2 separate regions of the Anser cygnoides genome follow, and region 1 is linked to region 2. Evidence: chromatin contacts called from public Hi-C data. All regions are on one chromosome and are shown on one strand. The core of a region is the stretch at or near the end of the contact, and the rest is flanking DNA. Distances in the headings are between cores, read along the strand shown.

Region 1 (3,936 bases), core at 1,016-3,515, 230 kb after region 2:
TAAAAGGCCACAGTTATTTTTTCAAGATAAAAAGATAATGATTTACCAAAGTTATACTTCAATGCATAGCGACACAAGGGATAACCATTAACCAGAAACGGAGAGGAAAACTTGTGCAAATGTACAATCCACCGTGCCTCACAAATTTTCTGTTGAGAAACAATCAGAACATTAATCCTTAGTGCTAACAGTTCCAGGCAAAAGTAGCACAATACCTATATTTTTGATCTAGTTATTTCCTTCCCCTCCAGATAACTCCTCTGTACAGTACTTGCCCTACTGTACCATCTTGAAAGAAAATCTACTTCTGTGTACTATAAAGCATAATGCTACCAGCAACGATGAATTAGAATTTTTAGTTGCTATATCAAAAGCCTGTTCCTGTAATGTTTTCTCGAAGAATCAGAGTACACCAATGACTTTTAAATATTTTTTTTTTAAATTAAGATCAATTGCTGGAAGATTATTAGTATTTTTCCCCCCCTGCATACCGATTTGTTTGCTTTAAAAAAAGTTCTGTTCATCTGTCTTTCAGGAACATCACTGCCCATCTTGACCGTATTTTCCCCACCACAAACCAAGTCACAGTACTGTAACCAAGCCAGCTCCTTACAACTACGGGAACTGCAGCAGTTTCACCACCAAAACAGCGCGATCAATGATACTATGACATAATACACCAGAAACAGACATAACACCTGTCAAGCTTAGAAGGAAACCATTCAGTCGTTGCTATATGATTTAAGCTAATTTCCGATCACTATTTTTTCCTCTTTTCTATTTGATATGACCTGTTGTGTCACGTTCCAGCCAACGGTGAGGCAGACAGCTTGGAAATCTGAACACTTCTTGAGCACTCTTCACATTTCCAGCTAACCACTCTATTAAGTATAAGGTGCTAAAATAGTTGGTTGGAAGTTTACCAACATCAAATCAACTTGGCCATGTCATTTAGATGTCATTTATCTATGGTGTAGATGTCAACCATGTCATTTAGATGACAATTTTTACTTTTTATGAACGAGGCTGGGCTAAATTTCAGAAGTTACTTGATGGATACCTAAAATAATCAGTTCAAGTATAAATGTAAATAAAACTGTGTAAAGGCCGTTACTGTCAATCTACTTTCTCTTATTATTTTTCCCTGTGAAATCATTAGGTAGGAAAACACAGTCAGTGAGAAACTCTTCTAACACTCCGCATAGGATTTCAAGGCTCTAATAACACAGCTACTTTCAGTAGTAGAGGAAAAGACTATTATGTTGATAATTACGTGTACCTAACAAGCAATGTTTAACGATGAAGCGTGTTTCGTGCCTCAGGAAGAAAGCCAAGTTGTGTGCCCCAGACCCGAGGAGCGGAGCTGAGGACACAGAACTGCTCTGCCCCTGTGGCTCTCCGGAGCCAGTCCTCAGCAGGCTGCAGGTTTAACAACCCCATTTTTAACATCAGCGCGAAGCTTTCCCGTTACAGACACCCTTATAACTTAAAAAAAGCGTCCGGACACCGATCGGTTAACGCGCTAGGTGAAACTTCAGTGCTCTCATCGCCCTTTATGAACACGCTCGTCTGAAGAGATGAGGGTGGACGGGGCGAGTGTAGGAGCTTCGCTTCACCGATGGGGCCGAGCTGGGCGGCTGAGAGCAAAGCAAAGGGGGCAGAAGGGCCTCAGCCGCCAGCCGAGCCCCGTTCCCTGCCCTTCCTTTCCCTCCTCTCCTCACGGAGCCGCCAACAACGCCGCTCCCCGCACCCCGGCGCACTTTTTGAAGTCTCTCGCCCAAGTTCGCGAAGGCGGCGGCGGCGGCAGCGCCCTCAGCCCCGCCTCGGGCACCCGCTGAGGCTGACCCGGTCCCTCAGCCGGGCTGAGAGGAGCCGGGACAGCCCCGCCGGGGTCCTCCCCGCTCCCCGCAGCCCCTCGGGCCGCCGCCTCCCTCCCCGCCGCCGCTCCTCACCCGAGAGCCCCCTCTTCTTCTTCCTGCCCCGGTCGCTCTCGTAGAAGCCCAGCGTCTCCGTCCGCTGCTGCGGGGCCGCCTGCGGCTCGCTGCTCCCCCACAGAGTCTTGGGCTCCCCGCGGCAGCCCTCCTGCTGCTGGGGCTGCGGCTGCTGCGGCGGCGGCTGCTGCTGCTCCGGGGCGCCGCCGCGCCGCCCTTCCCCGCCGCTCCCCGGCGCGGCGGCGTCGGCAACGCCGGCCATGTTCGCCGCCCGCTCCGCGCTGGCCGCCCCCGAGCCCCGCGCCGCGCCGCGCCCCTGCCGCTGACTCATCACCGTGCGACGGCGGCGCCGCGCGGCCCGGCCCGGCCGCCGCTACAGAGCCGAGCGCGGGGCGGGGACGGGGGCGAAGCCGGCGCGGCGCCATCTTGTGCGGCCCCGCCGCCGTTAACCGCTTGCGCGCCGGCAGCCCGGCGATGCCTCCGCTGCGAGCCTCCCCCTCCTCTCCGAGCCTCCCCCCGCCCAGCTGGGGCCCTCGGGGCGTATTCGGGTTCTGTTTATATCGTGGGGTGGGAATAAAGATGGTTGTGTGAGGGAAGAGGTCTTGCGTGTCTTCTTGTTGGTGCAAAGGGCGCGCGTGGAAAGGTCGCGCGGGCTCAGGGGCAGTAGTGCAAAGCAGCTTTAAGGTTATTAATCTACGCCGCACTGCACAAATAAGGCCGTGATTGGAAAAGGAAAGTGAGAGGTGAATTATTAACTGTAAAGCCAACGGGACTTCAATGTGCTTGTTGGACCTGACCTCGCACTTCAGGTCAGCGGCCTGCTGTCCGTGTTTGTGCGGCACTTTGTGCAGGAGGCCTCCGGAAGGAGACGCCGTCTGTGAGCCAGCCTGTGTGAAGGATGGTGCTGCTGCGGTCGTCTGGTGTGCCCAGGGCTCACGGCAGCCCACCGGGTCCTGGACCACCTGTGCCATGCTCCGTGGGACCACAAACACCAACACACCCAACCGGCCCCCAAACCAGCCCTCAAGGCGGCATAAACTCTTGCAATTTGGGAAGTGCCGAGGCTGAAAATGCCATTGGTTAGTTGCAGTGGTCATAGCGGGGTTATTAATGAATAATAATTGTTCCTGTTTCAAAGCGCTTAGAATGTATAGAGGAGTAAACATGAATATAAGAAGTAGGTTGCTCAAGGTAAAGGCAGAATACTTGTTTGAAGAAGGAATTCACATGGGCACAAGGACAAAATACCTGGCCTGAATTTCAAGTACAAGATCTCCTTCACATTCACTTCTCGTGTTCTTATCATGCGTTCAGAGGCCAGATTCGTTCAGCTTAATATTTAGCCACTTATCCTGGGAAAACAAGGAGTGCTTTATTCTTTCTTTGGAAGACCACAGTGTGCGTAGTTTTCTTCTAAAACTCTACCTCTAAGTTAATTGAACAAAGAGTTGTCTCAAAGAGCATTTCAGGCCTTGGATGGTCTGAAAGTGCCCATTTCCACTGCCATTAATGCTTCTAGATGCCTAAAATCATGTAGGATTAATGAAGGTCCTGATGTTTTCAGGCCATGGAGAGCTTTTTAAAATGTATAATAACATCAAACAGAGAACTAACAATGATAGTTACAATACATCAACAGTTTTGTCTTCTCCCTTCTTTTCTCTGTGGGTGTAAAAAGCAATTGAAAAATAGGATGTGGAGCAGAAGTCCCTAAAAAATATTTGAAAAATTCCTCTTAGCAGGAAAGCTGCTGCAGTCCATGCAAAGTTACATGACACCCTGAGAGACTGCTTCTCTCCTCCCAGCTGTGTGCAATAGCTATGTCTATCTGTAAGATGCATTGCACGATCTTTAAGGACAACAAATTGTCACAACCTCGTTATCAATCTTATCCAAATGAAGGCATTTGCAGCATCAAGCATCCTCTAACAACCAGCTGTGTCTTCCTTCGGGCCCACTGAGAAGCTATCAAATGAATTGCCTTGCACTGGTTGTGACAGCACAT
Region 2 (4,030 bases), core at 382-2,881:
AAAAATGCCCCCCCCTCTCTTCCCCCCCAAAATGGAGGGGGTGACCATATGTCTGTATGTGAGGAAAGGGAGGAGTGTCTGCAAAGGAACCGGGGTTTGGGGGGTAGGTGGACGTGTCCCCCACCGGGCTGCTGTGGGGATCTTCTCCCAGCCCCTGGCAGCAGTGGTGGCGGCTCCCAGCCCTCCATGCTGTCCTTGCTTCTCCTTGCTTCGTGTCTGAGACAAAAGGAGCAGGAACGCCGCCCTTGGGTGCTCACCCACTCCTATCGAAACAAAAGAAGCAGGAATGCTCAGCAGAATTGAGATTACAAATTAATCTGGCAAAAGGCGTTCGTAACTGCCGAACGACCTGCCAGTACGTAACCAACGTCCCCAAATTGCATTTTCAACCGTACAGTGCATGCAGCACAACTTCCTGGCTGAAAACTCCTCCATGCAAAGTCAGTGGCGTATGTTTGATAGACTAAAAGCTGGCCAGGTTAAAAATCTAAGCAACTACTTGTAAACAAATTGAAATACTTTGAGCAAAGGCACACATACGTCTTAGCCCAGTACTCCTCACTGTGCTAATGCTCGGGAATAAAATGTGAAATCCTTGGTAAAATTAATAGATAATGAGGAGAGATCACGTGTTGAGGATTATCTAGATCACACAGCACACATAATCCTTTTATCTCTTTATCTACGGAAATGATGCTTAAGCAATTGCAGCACTGGGTGTTTCCTTTTCCATTCATCCTTTCCGCTTCCAAGAACTTTTGAGCATGTTGACCTACTTAGTCATATTTGACAAAGGTGCACAAATCTTGGAAGATTAAATTTGTGCAACTCTGGGGAAAAAAAAAAATAGCAGTTACACAAGAGAAAGAAAGCAAGGCAAAACAGAGGTATTGTACAGCTGGCCAGCCAGCAGATGGTTGCATTTCCTTCTCGGCTAGTAAACACAACTCTGGTTTTGGAGGCAGTGCATGTGTTTCTTGCAAAGGGTGTCACAGCACACGAGGAAGCGGGGAGACTTGGGTTACTGCTGTAGGTAGAATTTATGAACCAAAGATGCAAACCCTCAAGAAACAGAGGCTGGTGAACTCTGTTGCTTAGAGGAGCTTGCAATATGGGCAGTTTCAAGGTCATATTTCAAAGCCTAAAACAGGAAATCACACAGAATTGGGGTTATTCTGCCAGGAGTTAATGCCTGAGTAATAGTAGGGGATTAACGCTCCCCCGTTTGCCTCCCTTCCGCTGGAAGCTACCACTCCCATGTGGCAGAAATAACAAGAGAGAACGTGTCTATTCCTCATCTTCCAGGGATTCAGAACATAAATATTTGCTGAATTTCATGGTAGTTTGAGTTAATATTTGGTTTGTGAACTAGACTATCTCCAAGGCAGATGTGCTGTAAATTTTGCTGACTCCGGTTCATGGGCAGACTTCTCTTCTAGGAGAGAGGGACAGAGAGCAGGGGACAGTGATCTGCATCCAGTGTGATCTGCCAGAGCGTGGGAGGCAAGATTAAAAATTTGTATTTTTCATGGACTACCTTAAGGGGAGACTTGGTCATTTTCTACAAGACTTTACATGGAGAGAAGATTTCTGAGGTTAGATTCTTCATTAACATAACAGAAAAAGACATCATGAGATCCAGTGACTGGAAGCTAAAGGTAAACAAGTTCAGGCCAGAGCTAAGGTATGACTCTTAAGGCTATCTAACTGTGGGAAAAATTTCCCTGGAGGTGTGTTAGGTCAGCCATCACATGAAGTATTTAAATCAAAGCTAACAAATTAGAAATGGCTGTGCTGAGTCACATCAGAAGTCCATCTGGCTCGATGTTGTATTTCTCCAAGTGGCCAGTGAAGAAAGGAAGCTTGACAGGGATGAGGTGGGGATCCCAGCAATTACTGAACCCGCTTCCATTCCCTCCGGCACGTTATGACAGTTCATGTCCTTTTTGCAGAACACCACCGAGCAGCCCCTACATTTTCTTTGGGAAGTTGTTGAGCCCTAACCTGGTGTGTCCTTGCAGAAGAGCCATTCTAAAACTCTGTATCTATCTTTTCAAGTTAACCTGTGTGTTTCTAAACAGAAATTTTAGTCTTGATGAAAAATTAGTGAAAATTTCTACTTGTTTCTATGTAGAAGTTCCCATCAGTGATGCCTCTGGTATCTCTTCTGAAATTATTGGGCAAAACTTGTCTGCAGTGAAGTCAATGGTAAAAAAAAAAAAAAAAAAAAAAAAAAAAAACTTTCCTTGACTTCCATGGATGGTTGTTCTCTCTAATCCTGAATCCAAAACAGTAGACTTTAAACCATGTGACTAACATGCCCCATCAGTATGGCCATGTTTCAGAGAGGTTATGAAGGGAAATAGGGAGGAAAAGCACTGAAGCAGTAACCGGAGTAAAGTACAGCATTTGGTGTGTCTCCACCATACCAAGCCCAACATTGCACATCTATTTCTGGGCAAGTCTTGCTTTCCTAAAGAACCTGCTGCAGATAACAAGTGAACTTGTTATCTTTCTATCACATTTGCAGGAGAAATCCATCATCAGCAATTTACTCAAAGATTAGAAAGATTTTGCCTTCAGCAATATGCGTTAAGTGAGAACTGGTGCATCAACATATAACTAGCATATATCTATAGCACTATATAAATAAATACAGAAATAATAAAGGTGTGTGTATTCACTGAGGCATGGAGACTGCTCAACAGAAAAAGAACGGGGATGTTTTTCAGAAACGTGAGTCTGTACAAAAAATACTCTCAAGTTAAAAAAAATTAATAATTGTTCTAAAGAGAGGGAAAAGTATTTGGCTGTATTTACAGCAGTGTATACCACAGGATATTTACAATGAAAAGTGCTTTCATTTATACCACTTGATGTTCTAACACAGTACTTGTGCAAGAAGAAATGGGAGGCAGAATAAAAGTAAACGGAAGTTGAAGATATTTCTTCAGGGCACAGGAAGTGTCTTAATCCTTCCTGGCTGACATATTTGTTCCTGCAAGACATTTTTGTTCATAAGGAAGCCTCGAAAACAACTATTATCACATTAAACAAATTGCTGTAAGTACCCTGGGCAGAAGGAGAAAAAGAGCTGACTAATGTTACCCATATGTGTGACACAAGTTAACATTGGAATTTGGGTTCTTACGAGATCAGCATCTATGTATTTCAATTTCTTTGTTCTTGATATGTATTTCAACATTTATTTTCCGCCTTTACGGAAATCCATGCAAAAAGTGTAGACCTTTCTTAGAAATAAATGAAATTGCAAGCACTTGTGGTGTTTTAGGAAGCTGAAGCATGGCAATAAAGCAAACCTAAGGCACTGTAAATACTTAATTTGTAAATACTAAATGTGGTAAATGTATCCTGAATACTGAAATATAATTTAATTCTCCCCAGTTACCACCAGGTGGCAACATCATAACCTTAAAAGTTGTTTTTTTTCTGAAGTAGAGAACATTTAGATATAAGGAAGTGATGTATCCCGTTGCTACATTCATTGCAGGAAACAGTACGATTACATTCTCCGACAAGGTTCAGATTTCTGCCCAACTTTGTCATTTGTGTAGAGAACTACAGCCACTATTGAAGACATTAAATGTTAAGCCTCCTGGTTTCCATTGAACTTGTATCATTTAACTCTCCTTTTTATTTTTTTAATTTATTTTTTTAAGAACTCGTGTTGTCAAGAATTCACGATGAAGAGCCTTTTTTTGTCTCTCTTACTAGTCTCTATTCTGTGTATGAACAGCTTTTCAGAAGTGCGAGGAAGGAAATGGAAAGGTGAAGGTACGACACAAAACTTGGAAAGCATTTTCATTGGAAGGTGTTATGACTATATCAGAATTGTGAATCCTGCTGTTGGGTAAGTTTTTGCATGTTTCTGGATTAGTTTTTACGTTCTGTATGAAATAATCAGTAATCAAAAGTCTGATGTTTCATTCCTAGCCATGAAAGTATTGAAGCCAACATTCATGTAGCTTTCTAGAAACAAAAATTGAACTTTGATGGATGATGTAATAAC

The links. Hi-C and Micro-C count contacts between places; a contact is called where the count stands out from the background.
Region 1: a contact with region 2 is called in a Hi-C map of liver, with 3 times the contacts expected there. The contact joins the promoter of TAPT1 here to the promoter of LOC106035386 in region 2. A contact is called at or near these places in 3 of 7 Hi-C or Micro-C datasets (all in liver).

The regions. Positions count from the first base shown.
Region 1 is chr4:16,071,315-16,075,250 of Taihu_goose_T2T_genome, forward strand. It overlaps TAPT1 (transmembrane anterior posterior transformation 1), which reads right to left and starts at 2,266. Exons shown (of 15, transcript XM_048046954.2): 1 at 1,953-2,266. The coding sequence starts at 2,262.
Region 2 is chr4:15,838,147-15,842,176 of Taihu_goose_T2T_genome, forward strand. It overlaps LOC106035386, which reads left to right and starts at 1,632. Exons shown (of 17, transcript XM_066995830.1): 1 at 1,632-1,684; 2 at 2,929-3,063; 3 at 3,758-3,871. The coding sequence starts at 1,632.